Linked DNA regions of Zea mays: region 1 is linked to region 2. A link is a contact called in public Hi-C data. All regions are on one chromosome and are shown on one strand. Each heading gives the region's core, a stretch centred on a gene start, on an enhancer-like site or on the middle of the called end of the contact. The rest is flanking DNA. Distances are from core to core; before and after follow the strand shown. Region 1 holds the start of LOC103653169 (1-phosphatidylinositol-3-phosphate 5-kinase FAB1A). Region 2 holds the start of LOC103653165 (ferredoxin).

What was found. Hi-C and Micro-C count contacts between places; a contact is called where the count stands out from the background.
Region 1: a contact with region 2 is called in a Hi-C map of tassel, with 2.6 times the contacts expected there. The contact joins the promoter of LOC103653169 here to the promoter of LOC103653165 in region 2. A contact is called at or near these places in 5 of 25 Hi-C or Micro-C datasets (ear, leaf, leaf mesophyll and 1 more).

What each region holds. Positions count from the first base shown.
Region 1 is chr4:42,412,240-42,418,741 of Zm-B73-REFERENCE-NAM-5.0, reverse strand. LOC103653169 (1-phosphatidylinositol-3-phosphate 5-kinase FAB1A) reads right to left here and starts at 4,957. Exons shown (of 12, transcript XM_008680130.3): 1 at 4,349-4,957; 2 at 4,085-4,178; 3 at 2,862-3,566; 4 at 2,613-2,757; 5 at 2,155-2,502; 6 at 1,074-2,000; 7 at 607-941; 8 at 378-504; 9 at 126-296; 10 at 1-46. The coding sequence starts at 4,128.
Region 2 is chr4:42,233,440-42,240,327 of Zm-B73-REFERENCE-NAM-5.0, reverse strand. LOC103653165 (ferredoxin) reads left to right here and starts at 4,646. Exons shown (of 1, transcript XM_008680127.4): 1 at 4,646-5,436. The coding sequence starts at 4,806. The coding sequence ends at 5,273.

The DNA.
Region 1 (6,502 bases), core at 3,708-6,207, 180 kb before region 2:
AAGAGGTTGGTACCCCATTTTGATCAGTGGCCTTGTCCACAGAACTCTGCAGGACAATGCATTTAAAATTCGATAAAAATAATAGATAGAACAAATACCAAGGTCAATAGAATGCATATACTCACCTCAAACTGGGCCTTTTCTTTTATCAACAACTCTTCTAGTTCAGTGAAGTCCTTAACAGGGAATGCAAGGCCACAATGGATTGCTAACGTTATTGCATCAGGATGTTCATTCTTCAAGTTCTGTAGAAATCTTGCAACCCCAGAGAAAAGCGCCATACCTTTAGCATGAACCTTAAAAGATGGAGTATAAGCGTCAGGCACCATTGTACATTAACTTAAGTAAATGAACAGAACAGTCAAAAAGAACCATACATTCCTCCTTTGTCCTTCAAACCAATCCTGTCTGATGGGGTTGACGAACTGGAGAGTAGGTTGTGGTTTGCAGGTAGTGTAGATCTCAACAGATGAGTACCGAAACATAGCAACTTTAGAGCCCAGCCTGAAATTAGCAAGAGAGGAAGTTATTCATCACCAAACTACAAAAAAAGATAGTTTCCACGGAATTGTTATACTAAAACCTAATGACTAGCAAGAAGTTTACCCAAAAAAACGCAAGCAATCCCTGTTGACCAGATGTCCACATATAGATAACCTTCTTGCTGCAGAGTGGCTCGAAAAACTGAGTTCCAGGAATTTCCCAAACGAGAGGTTACGCGCTTCAGCTGATATTAGTACTCTTGGAGTTGGTTTGGATACCCCATGTTCATGATCACATCTTGAGCACCTAGTCCACATCCATACTTTTCCTTCAGATTCACCAGGCAAATGGTGTTGGGGCACCAGATGTTTCACTAGAACGGTCAAATTTCCATTGCGGTGCGTGTAAGAGTACATGTGCGACTCTGGAGGCTCTCCACATGAGGAGCAACTCAGTTTCTGCTAGGAAAACATTAAAAGCTGAGCCTTCAGCAACCAAATCACGTTGTATTACAATTTACAAACACAAAACATAGATGTTTCATCACGTAAATGAGCATAAAACACTAAAAGGTTATGAAGTAGTGTCACCTGATTCTGCAGAATATCTTGCAAATATCTGCCCAAGGACACATCAAAACTCCCGTAGTATTTTATACGGGTTAAATGACTTTGCTCACAGATAACCTGCTTTTCCGGGCACTGGCTAGACATCAAAATCAGTATGCTGTGAGAATCAAGTGCATCATCAGCTTGATCATCATCGACATATTTCTCTTTGATAATGATACTTGTACTATGTGCCCCATTGTCTCCCATAACAGACGATTCTGCATCTTTATCATTTGCAGAAGAACCTCTTGGCATTATTGCTTGAGCAATTTCTTGTTTCTGGGCATCATTTATGGAATCTCCATTTTCAATTGAAACCACAGACTCTTCTATCTCTGGCCTATGGAAACCATTAATAACAGTTTCTTGACTTGATTCAGCCCTGACTTCCTTACTAATATCATTTGCCTCTTGCAATGATGTAACAGGTAAGTAAATATTCTGGTGACGTAACATGTCAGTGAACAGTTTTCTTAGTGGCCCTTGGACTAGTGATGTTAACCTCTCAGCATTATTGGGCCTGATACTTGTACCTTGTTCAAGGTCATTTGCAGAGCTGCTGGATACTGAACTGAATGCATCCCCATTTTCTGGATATGTCAAAGGTTTGTTCACATCAGCATAGCTATTAGAAGTGGCATGGAATAGTCTAAGTGCTGGAGGGTCACCATGTGAAGGAAAGCTAGGGATAGCACCACTAAGAGCAGCAACATCATAAGCAGTTGGTGATGCCCCTTCTGTAGCAGTAACAGAAATTTCTTTGGGGGTACTTTTATCATTTAGAAAAACCCTTTGATCTTCAAAGAAAGATGTTTCAAGGATCAAGTGATATGCTGCAAAGACCGTAAAATGCATTACTTGTTTGACTTTCTTCAATTCTTCACTGTTTGCTCCTTTTAGCAGTATCTGAAAAAGAAAGAAAACAACTATAACTGTAAACATTAATCCAAAAAGTATGGAATGCAAATCAGTTTGGGATTTGCTACTTATTCAATGAAATGGTATTAGTGTGCAAGGAATAGACTATATACATCATATAATGAGCGTGGCCTATGCATACCGTGCAACCGAGTGGACGTGGAAAGCCTTCCAAGAACATTAATGTTTTAGATGGCATCTTTCCACCCTCACTGGCGTTGTTGTGCTCCTCGATAAATTTTTCGATATGAAAGTAGTCACATTGCTTCAGCTTTGGTTTATCCAAAACTTCTGAAAACGAAATTATGGGAGAGCCTGTACAGCGTGCAATTCTTTGTAGCCGGTTGAGTTTCATATCGAGAATTAGAGTGACACCTTCTTTCAGAAGAAGTTCTTGAATGTTTCGTGAAACAGTTTTCTCGACCAGAACAACATTGGGACTGCATATCTCCATCATTTTACCAATAGCTCTCTCCAACAGGTCCTTTTCCTGATTGTTAGAGGCATAGAAAATAGAAGGTATTATTCCTCCATGAAAAGAACAGAAGACGAGGTTTATTATTTGCGTACAGCGTACGTATATAATATGTAGTATCTAACCTGATCCATTGAACTAAATGATGACAAACCAATATCAGAATGCCCAAGAACTCCTTTGAGAAGTAGAAGCCTAGGATTGTGGCAATTTGTCGGCATGTGCTTATGAGCAGTGTTCTTCTTGAAGACTAACCCCTTGATCACCTCACTGCAACCAAACCAAGATTGCCATAGGTGAATGATATAGTTTGAAACAGAAACAGAAATCCTATCTGTTGAGGAGAAACAGTTGAAGAAGAATTGTTGCTTCACCTTTGCCGGCGAGTACCAGATGCTACGCATTTGACTTTGATGTAAGAGCCAGGGTCCATTTCCTTTCCCATGCTACCATCAGGTTTGATAAGTAGTGCTGCTTCCCATGACAGGGAGGTGACAATATCAAGCCAGCTATCGCTACCCTCTTCGTTGGAAGATGGAATGCCAGCAGATGCGAGAAACCGACTGACAAGTACCTTCAGCTGGCCATTCATAGCTTCTAGCATTGCCTTTTCTCGTTCCTCCCTATGATTGCTAGTGTCGGCGTCATGCTGCTTACCAGGGGATGGGAAACTTGACTGGCCCCACTTTATACCATCACTATAATCGTCATCGTCGTCGTCATAAGCAATGCTCGTAGCAAAACTCTGGGCCTCATCCTCCTTATCTGCCGCTTGAGGTGGTATCCAGATGGTATCATTATTCATAAATGAGATCTCTGTATTACTGCTTCTGCCACTGGTACTCTCGGCCCCATCAGAATCATCACCGGACTTGATGGAGCGATCATCAACAGAAGATGTAGATGGATGGCGGCTGATAGCACCATGTTTGTGGCCTGAAGCACTGGAGGGAACATTGTCATCTGTGGACAGATGATTTATATGCTTATTATCTGTATCTGCAGCCTGGCTCTGCTCGAGATGATCCGCACCATGGGGAGTGCGATGGTAACCATTATCTTCCGGTGCATTCTCCCTGCTGTGTTGGGCAAAAGGAAAACGATTAGGATGGAGGCCTCCATACATATCTATGTGCTTTACACTGAATTGCCAATCAAAAACTAAAGCAGTACAGGTTTAGCTAGTTGTTGGCAGGCAAAGAAACAAAAAGATCTGTATTCAGTGTTAGTGTGTTACCAGCGTATAGGGTGTCGGTCAGTGAATAATTTGACTTAGATTCAAGCTGTGCAACGCTGGTCTGGTTTTCAGGAAAAGGGACTAAATGCTTAAGAGACACAGATGCTGTATAAAAACATTGATGGTAGAAACCAAAAAAAAAAACCCGCTAAGGTAGGGAAGAGTATTCTGCAAGAGGTCCAGTAACGCGAATGGTACACCTGGACCTGATTGAGGAGGTGAGGAAAGCTAAACATGGAAGCAAGCGAAGTCATAATAGAGTAACTCGGTTAAGTAGATGGATTGGTTGCAACCCCTGAGCCAAGCCAGAGGAGGCTGCGGATTGATTAAGCTTAACGCAAGAGAAGAGGATCGAAATACCTGGTTGCGTGGTGGTGGCGCTGACCCGACATGTCGGAGCACATTGCCTGCGGCAAAGGCAGGCGGCAGCTTGTCACATGCCCTTGCGGTTGCTCTGGAAATGGTGGGTTACGTACGGTGGGTCAATCAATCAAATCAAAGAGAGAGAAAACAAATTAGTAGTAGGCATAATAATACGCTTGTAAATTACTACTCCTATTCTCCTAACTTGTAGGAATTGGAGAACTCAGATCCGTTACATCCGTATGCACAAAGGAAGGGAACCTTGTGGGTGTTCGTCGCCGGCGAAGGACCTACACCTGGGCACCTCCTGGCGTAGGGAGGGCGGCGGTCGTCCGGTTGCGCTTGGCGGCAGGAGCTAGCGGTTGCGCGCGCGGGGTGAAGGGTAGTTGCCAATCGGAATCGAGTGGATTGGATAATTTGGATGAGGAGCGAGGGCGGCCGCACCCCGCCGAGCGGTCCGATGGATCTCTCTGCTCCTCCTTCGGTGCCCCGAGACGGCGGAGGGAGGCAGCAGCGTCTAGTGGTTGGTGTCCGGTGCGGCGCTAGAGTCCTGTTGCTCAACGGCGCTGGAATCCACCCAACGGGCGGCGGAATCTCTCCGGTAGGCGGTAGCGTGCGCGGGGGCTACGTCCGCGCCGATTGGAGCGAGAAGAAAGAAGAGACGAGATGAGAATCCAAGGCAAGCCAAGTCTAGTCTAGTCTAGGAAAGAGAAGAGGAGGGAAGCGAAGGCGAGCAAGGAAGACGACGGACGGCAGGTGAGGAACGCTCCTCCCTCTCCTCTTGCTCATGGTCGCCGCTGGGCCCACCTGCCCCGGCTGTGGTGGGGCCCGCGCACAACTATCTTCTTTTTTCTCCTTTTTAAATTAATTAACTGTGAAACCACTGAAACGTGCATATAATCATGATAACAATAATATAATAAAGTATTAAATTCTTCTGTATATTTATTCGTTATATAAAATTTATTTACAATACGAATTATATATGGTGATGCTAGTAATAAATATTACTAATACATTACTTCCTCCGTTTTTTTCACGATTTAGTTTAAAAATAAATTAATAAACGACAAATATTTAAGGATAGATGTTATAATATTGATTCCTTTTGTTTAAAATATACTAACTACTTTTGGTGTATCAATTTCGATAATTAGTTGGTTGGTTGTGTGACGCCATCGCGCCAAAATCGAATAATCCGACCCTTGTTATTCGGTGTTATAATAAATGAAAACCAAACCAAATATTAGCGCTCTTTTTGGAAGCTAGAAATTTCATCAATTCACACTTCAAGTTTTTAATCACTTTGGATGTGTTTGTTTCAGATAATAATATACCGCGTGGGTAATTCATATTTTTTATTAGAGTTATATGCATGAGCAACTTTTAAAACTTGTTGAACAATGTCGTTTAGGTTCACGAACTTTAGAAATACATTTTAGGGTATCGAGATAAACTCCAGTCGGGTGGTGGAGTGCACTTCAGGAACGAATTTAGGATGGTTTGTCACGGTTAGGCGACCCCGATAAAATTTATAAAATCTTTAGCAAAACTGAAAGGAAAATACGGTCAAACCTTTTCCTAAATAATTTTGGTGGTTGAAATGCCCAACACAAATAATTGGACTAACTAGTTTGCTCTAGACTATGTAGTCTACAGGTGCCAAAGGTTCAACACAAACCAATAAAAAGATCAAATTTAGGGTTCAAAAGAAAGGAGCAAAAGAAACCGAAGAGAACCTGGTCTGGCGCACCGGACTGACCGGTGTGCCACCGGACAGTGTCCGGTGCACCAGGGGTGATCGACTCCAACTCTTCACCTTCGAGTTTCTGAGGCCGCACTCCGCTATAATTCACCGGACTGTCTGGTGTGCCACCAGACTGTCTGGTGTGCCGGCGGAGCAACGGCTAGCTAGCGCAACGGTCGGCTGCAACGGTCGGCTGCGACGTGAACAGTGCGCGGACAGTTCGCGCAGAGTCAGAGCAATCGCCAGAAGGCGCACCGGACAGTGAATAGTGCTTGTCCGGTGTAGAACCGGACTGTCCGGTGCCCCAAGATGTCAGAGCTCCAACGGTCGAAATCGTCATGTTGGGGTCGTGCTTCGGTGCGCCGAAGGTCTCACACGAAGAAGCAGCTTCGGCTGAAGTCGTCTCCAAGAGATGGCCGAAGGTCCCTTTTCATGGAGCTTCGGCGTTTTAAACCGACATAGAGATAGAATGACCTTTTTATACATATAGGTCTGAGTCAATGCTGTAAACTTTCGCAAGGGGCATAATTGTAATTTGTCACAGGCTGCGACCTGTGCCTATAAATAGATGAACAGTACCTCTGTACTGTTCACGTGAACCTGTCATTTGCTTTCACATCACGCTTGTACTTTTGCCTTCCGCAGGACCGAAGGTACATTTGTAAATC
Region 2 (6,888 bases), core at 3,397-5,896:
CTAAATATTCTTGATTCCCGGAATTTTGATTGAGACATTGCACACATAGCTCATTTATATACCTTTGATCATATCTCTTTTATGTCTACGACTAATGTGTTTTCAAGTATATTAATATGATAAGTCGTAGATTGAAAGGACAATGGAGTCTTCGGCGAAGACAAGGCTTCCACTCCACTCTATCGGTATCATTTACCCTTCGCCATCACTCCACATCACTCTCCACTATGGTATAATCTTCACTCATATTTATTTGTACCATTGGGGGAGAAAGTAAAAGGGCTCTCAACAGACTCCGTTTTTGGCGATTAATGCCAAAGGGGGAGAAATATTAAGCCCAAAGCAAAAGGACCGCACCACCACCAATTTCAAAATTTTCTTTAATATATATTCAAAGATTTTTCAATTGGTATCTAAATCTTTTTCATATTGGTAAAACCCTCTTAAACACTAAGAGGAGAATTTTATTCAGGGGGAGTTTTGTTTAAGTCAAAGGAAAAGCATTCGAAACACGGGGAGAAAAATTTCAAATATTAAAAACACGGGGAGGAAAAGCATTCATGTACCTTTGACTATTTGCAAAAAGACTTTGAAAAGATTTTCCAAAAGAATTTGCAAAAACAAAACAAGTGGTGCAAATATGGTCCAAAATGTTAAAAGAAAGAAAGCAATCCATGTATATATAGTGAAAGTATAAATTGGTTTATTTCCAAGCAACCTTTGCACTTGCCTTATGCAAACTAGTTCAATTCTGCACTTATATATTTGCTTTGGTTTGTGTTGGCATCTATCACCAAAAAGGGGAGATTGAAAGGGAAATAGGGTCAAACCTTTTCCTAAATAATTTTGGTGGTTGAAATGCCCAACACAAATAATTGGACTAACTAGTTTGCTCTAGACTATGTATTCTACAGGTGCCAAAGGTTCAACACAAACCAATAAAAAGATCAAATTTAGGGTTCAAAAGAAAGGAGCAAAAGAAATCGAAGAGAACCCTGGTCTGGCGCACCGGACAGTGTCCGGTGCACCATGGGCGATCAACTCCAACTCTTCACCTTCGGGTTCACCGGACTGTCCGGTGTGCCGGCGGAGCAATGGCTAGCCAGCGCAATGGTCGGCTGCAACATGAACAGTGCGCGGACAGTTCGCACAGAGTCAGATCAGTCGCCAGAAGACGCACCGGACAGTGAACAGTGCTTGTCCGGTGCGGCACCGGACTGTCCGGTGCCCCAAGATGTCAGAGCTCCAACGGTCGAAACTGTCAAAACCTCAACGGTTGGGTGACGTGGCTGGTACACCGGACAATGTCCGGTGCGCCCATCGATAGACAACCTCCCCAACGGTTGGTTTGGTGGTTGGAGCTATAAATACCCCCTAACCACCACCACTCGAGGTATCCAAGTTTTTCAGATATCTCATTCAATACAAGAGCTAGTGCAATCAATACAAGACACAATTCAATAGAATCAAAGCCTCTCCAAGTCCCAACTCCACTCCAAACACCTAGTGACTAGAGAGAGAGTTTTGCTCGTGTTCTTTGAGCTCTTGTTCTTGGATCGCTTTCTTCTTCCCCATTCTTGTTCTTCAAACACTTGTAATCAAAGCAAGAGACACCAATTGTGTGGTGGTCCTTATGGGGTCTAAGTGACCCGTTTGATTAAGGAGAAAGCTCACTCGGTCTAGGTGACCGTTTGAGAGAGGGAAAGGGTTGAAAGAGACCCAGTCTTTGTGACCACCTCAACGGGGACTAGGTTCTTTGGAACCGAACCTCGGTAAAACAAATCATCGTGTCATCTGCTTTATTTCTTTGGTTGATTTGTTTTCCCCCTCTCTTTTGGACTCGATTTTATTTCTAACGCTAACCAATGCCTGTAGTTGTGCTTAAAGTCTATAAATTTCAGATTCCGCCTATTCACCCTCCCTCTAGGAGACTTTCAAAAATGCTATTAAAGTTCAAGAAAATTTATATCATATAGTAAAGTTGATGTTGCTGACCCCGACAAAATTCTCATCTAGATTCGCCACTGATGCACCCGCCTATTCCTAAGGAGCTAATCCTAAGAATAAGGAGTTGTCTAGGGTTAGCCTGGAGAGATGAAGAAACACAAGAACACATGAGAATTTAGAGTAGTTCGCGACGTCAGAGCGTAATATCATACGTCCACTTGCGAGTTGTATTCCTGAGAACTTAAGTGTGAGTGAGTGAGAATGAGCATGTCCCTTGTATCGAATGTGCACACCCTTTTATAGTACAAGGGGGCATGTACAAGGGTGCCAAGCCCCGACATGCGGGGCCATCAATCTAGTATTAAACAAGGAGTAGTAAATGTTGCGGCGGACAAAGATATTCTACCTCGGGGCTTTACGAATCTTCTGACTAGGCGTGCCTCCGCCCCGTTTGCCGACTCGAGTCGGCCACATAGTGGAGTCTGGTACGCCGACGTATGTAGGTGGTGGCCTTGCTGACGCGCGGGGGAGTTAATGTGAATGACCTGTGATGTCGTCTCTTGTCGGCGCTCAGTGGGTGCACTACCCGAGCCAATGGTTGCTCATGATGGCGCTGTCTATGAGCAATCATGTATTTTAGGAATTGACTTACATTATTAGAAAAAATATCGTTAATCATGAAGAAATAATTAAGGATAGGGCACTGATTTGGAGGTGTATTATATTTTGGTTAAACAAATTGCCATGTATTCTTTTTATAAAAATTTGTAAACAGGACGGTGTTAGACCTATTTTTATGAGTTGATCCAAACATTAATTTAAGACACTGTTGAAGATCCTCTAATATTAATCTATACTATACTTAAAGCACCAGTTTCAACGGTCGTCCCTCATCATTTTTTACAAATAACCCCTCACAACTATTTCAAATTAACCCGATGCATGTCTATAGATGATCAAACGGTGGCCCAGCACGGGCCAGATGCCCGCGGGCCACAACTCTGGCCCAGGCACGTCATGCCGACCTGCTGACTGTGTCGGGCCAGCCTGTCGGCCCATCGCCCACGGGCCACAACTATGGTCCAGGCACGTCATGCCGACTTGCTGACTGTGCCAGGTCAGCCCGTTAGTCTGTCGGCCCATTTAATTAAACCAACGTAAAATGTTAAAAAATAGTGCAAGAGGTGGGGTTTGAACCCATGCCTTGTGATGGAAGAAGGGCGAGAGACACTAGCTGCCTGTTTGGTTGGCTTCTCCCCGTAGCCCGGCTGCATGAGCTAGGCCAGCGGGAGCCTGGCTCCAGAGATGCGACCAATTTTCTCGTGTCTGTAGAGCCTGGTCTAGGGTGATTTAAGTATCGTGCGAGTCTGTCTTCACATCTGCACGCAGGTAACCAAACACATACTTCGCATGCGTAGAGCCTGGTTGACAACAACCAAACACCAGCTCATTGTATCCCGCTATGCAAACACCAGCAAATATAGGCAACCAAACACATGGTAGGTGAAGCCGTCTAACCAGTAGAACATCATGCTCAAATGTTTTTAATATTAAATATAAATTATATATATACATTTTTGTAGAATAAAAAAAATAAATCGTGTCGAGCCGGACCAGCACTACGGGCTAATCGCTCACTTCATTCCTCGTGTTGTACCAAGACATATTGGATGGAGTAAACAATAACATCAGTTAGCCAAATCAAAAAAAAATTATACGGAGAGCGGAGACAATCAATAAAAAATCTTGAAATTTTTTTGATAGATAATTTACATAGATATTGTTGTAAGCCGTTGCAACGCACGGGCAACCGACTAGTTCTAATGAAAAAAACACAAAACAAAAGGCAACCAATATCTACGGAAAGGTAATTATATCGTTGTTACATTATTAACGGTAAAGTATATTTTTATAACAACTTGTTTAGAGATATTCTAAAAAATGTTTTTGATGTAAAAGTAGTACTGTTTTCGAAACTGAGGCCCAGGAAAAAAAAGTGTATTGAACAGGTGCGGCGGAACACAGCAACATATGGTTCGACGGCCGGCTGGAGACCATTTCATCAAAAAGTAAAAAACCGTGTCGGTTGTGTTGTGTGGTGCGTGGTCTGTCGGAGCATTCTTCACGTCTCGCACCAAGGACTTTTTCGATCTAATAATAATAGATAAATCGGTTGCTAATGATGTCTCAAGTCACCATTGATCGTCTCTCTCTCGTCCCAGCTAGCTATAGGCACTATCTGTTTATTTATCTATCTATCGGAGGAAAGAGGTAGATAGTGAAAAAGTCAAGAACATGCTTCGTATTTTCGTAATCGCATCGTCATTTTCTCCGCGTGGACGGATTCAACTATGGAGAAGGAGAGGGACGCCGATAGATGGCAACGGGCCAACGGCATGCATGCATATGCATGGCCCTCATGTTCACACTGACATACTGGGCTGGGCTGGGTATGCACACATCGCAACAAGTGCCAAATAAAGTCCATAAACAAAAAGACAAGAGAGAGAGAGGCCAGCCCGAATCGACGTACTACTGTAGTAAAGGATGGGCCAGTTGTGTGGTCCGCGCGCGCGCATGCATGCATCCTCCACACGCTCGTCAACACGTGCGTACGTTGGGTGGCTGGCAGCGACGATGAGCAACCTGTGATCCTCATCGCGCCTCCTCCGCAGATAACCCGACCACGCGTGGCACCCCAGCGTCGCCCATAAATCGCCGGCAGCTAGCCGCGTCGTCCATGGTTCCCTAGCCAACTATAGCTGCTAATAGCTGTAGCTGTACTTGTGTAGCCGAGAGACTCCATTATATTATATTGCTCGATCTCTCCATCTGAACGTACACACAGTCCAACACACATGGCCGCCGCCGCCGCCGCCCTGGTGAGCAGCAACAGCCTCCGCGCCCCGGCGGCCTTCTCCGTCGTCGTCCGCGCGGCCTCCCGGCCGGCGCCTGTCGTCGCAGTAGTGACGCCGCTGCCCGCGGCCAAGGCGGCCGCCGCCCGCGGCGCCAGGCTGCGCGCGCAGGCCACCCACAACGTCAAGCTCATCACGCCGGACGGGGAGGTACAGCTCAAGATGCCCGGCGACGTCTACATCCTGGACCATGCCGAGGAACGAGGGTTGGACCTGCCCTACTCCTGCCGCGCCGGCGCCTGCTCCTCCTGCGTCGGCAAGATCGTCTCCGGCTCCGTCAACCAGTTCGACCAGAGCTTCCTCGACGACGACCAGGTCGCCGAGGGCTTTGTGCTCACCTGCATCGCCTACCCCACCTCGGACCTCGTCATCCAGACGCACAAGGAGGATGCACTCGTCGAGTCGTACTAGTATAGTCAGCAATTAATGCACCACGTACGCACGCTCTCCTTGCATTGCATGCATGTAATAATAATAATAACGACGCCGCCATGTAATAATAACTAACTATACATGGTCCTCATGCGTATGCATACCAGATGTATGAGAGCAGTATAACAACATGCCGACTAAATACTGAAGTGGATGAGAGGGAAGAAGAGACAAAAGAAGCTGAGCTATAAACTTTCAACGTCGGCCCCGAGGGGGTCGAGCTTGCCCAGGCTCAAAAACAGCCCACCCGTCGACCAGAGACAATAAGGAACGACTTACGCGACACATACACGCTGACCGAGGAAATCAGAGAGAAATACAAAAATGAGGAGTCAGGACGGAAACCAAAGACGAGAAAAACAAGAAGACCCAACGTACCGAGAGGAGTGCCAGGTAGAAATGTCACCCCGGGTTCTAGGGGTCCAGGAACTAGATTATCTAGCTACTTAAAATTAATTAAATATTAATAAATTAAAACATGTGCATAATTAAAACAATATTATTACTATGTACGCAAAAACTAATATGAACCTAACACCACTTGAACAGATTAAAACAAATTATTTGACATATAAGAGATCACATTTTTAATAAATTAATAAGGCTGCACAGAAATAAATGACATGACGCGATCTGATTGGTTAGATCAGTTTGTTAAAGATGAGAAAGGTTTGTTTATAAAGATGATATGACCCAACTGCTGCCAACTTATCATGATTGTACCTACTATTAATTCGTCATGCATATCAATAATATTGCATGTAAAAGGTCTATGGTGGTGGTTAATCTATTATTTGGAAAGCGTCAAAACTATCACGCGGGAAAGACCCATAATTTACCACCAACTTACCTTCCAACCAAGCCCTTTAATCCTACGCTGCTGCTGGACATCATGATTTTTTTAGATTGATGATGAACTAGAGATCACATCGATGAACCAAAAGCGCGTTGACGAAGCTCTATTTTCCGCCGCTCCCTCGTCGAAGGGTGCTCTCGGCAATGGTTTGATGGAGGAAGGAGCGTCACGGGCGGCTCGAATATATAGTCCTAGATGACTCAGGGAACATGCAGGGCTCAGCTGGGTCCTAGACCAATAGCTGGGATCAAGTCCTGATTGTTATAGGGTGTTGATTCAATTTCAAGTAGGAAACGTCAAGTAGGAAGCGGCAAGCGAGAAAATTCTAGAGCTTAGACTGTGTTCAGCGGTTACCCCTAAATTTCTCTCCGTATATCCCACTCACGTGCCATGTCAGCATTCTCTTCCCCTATATCTCCACCCTGTACAGCGGTTCCCCCTAAATCCTTCCCCTATACCCCAGTATAATCATAAAATACCATTTTCCATACCTATTCACCATCTATTATTAATTTTTTCCCAACTAATAAATACTTCTATGCACAGAAACCGAGGCAAGGGGGGCGGTTGTGGTACCTCTTCATCTAGCGTGCACAACAACCACCCGCTACCACTGTAGCAGCGGTGGGGGGCACCGATGAAGAGGAAGAGGGAGTACTGGCGCCGTCACAGTGAGGGAAGAGGCCACCGTTGAAGCCAGTCTTAGCCCCACCTGGCGGCTGCCGGCACCAACGAGCG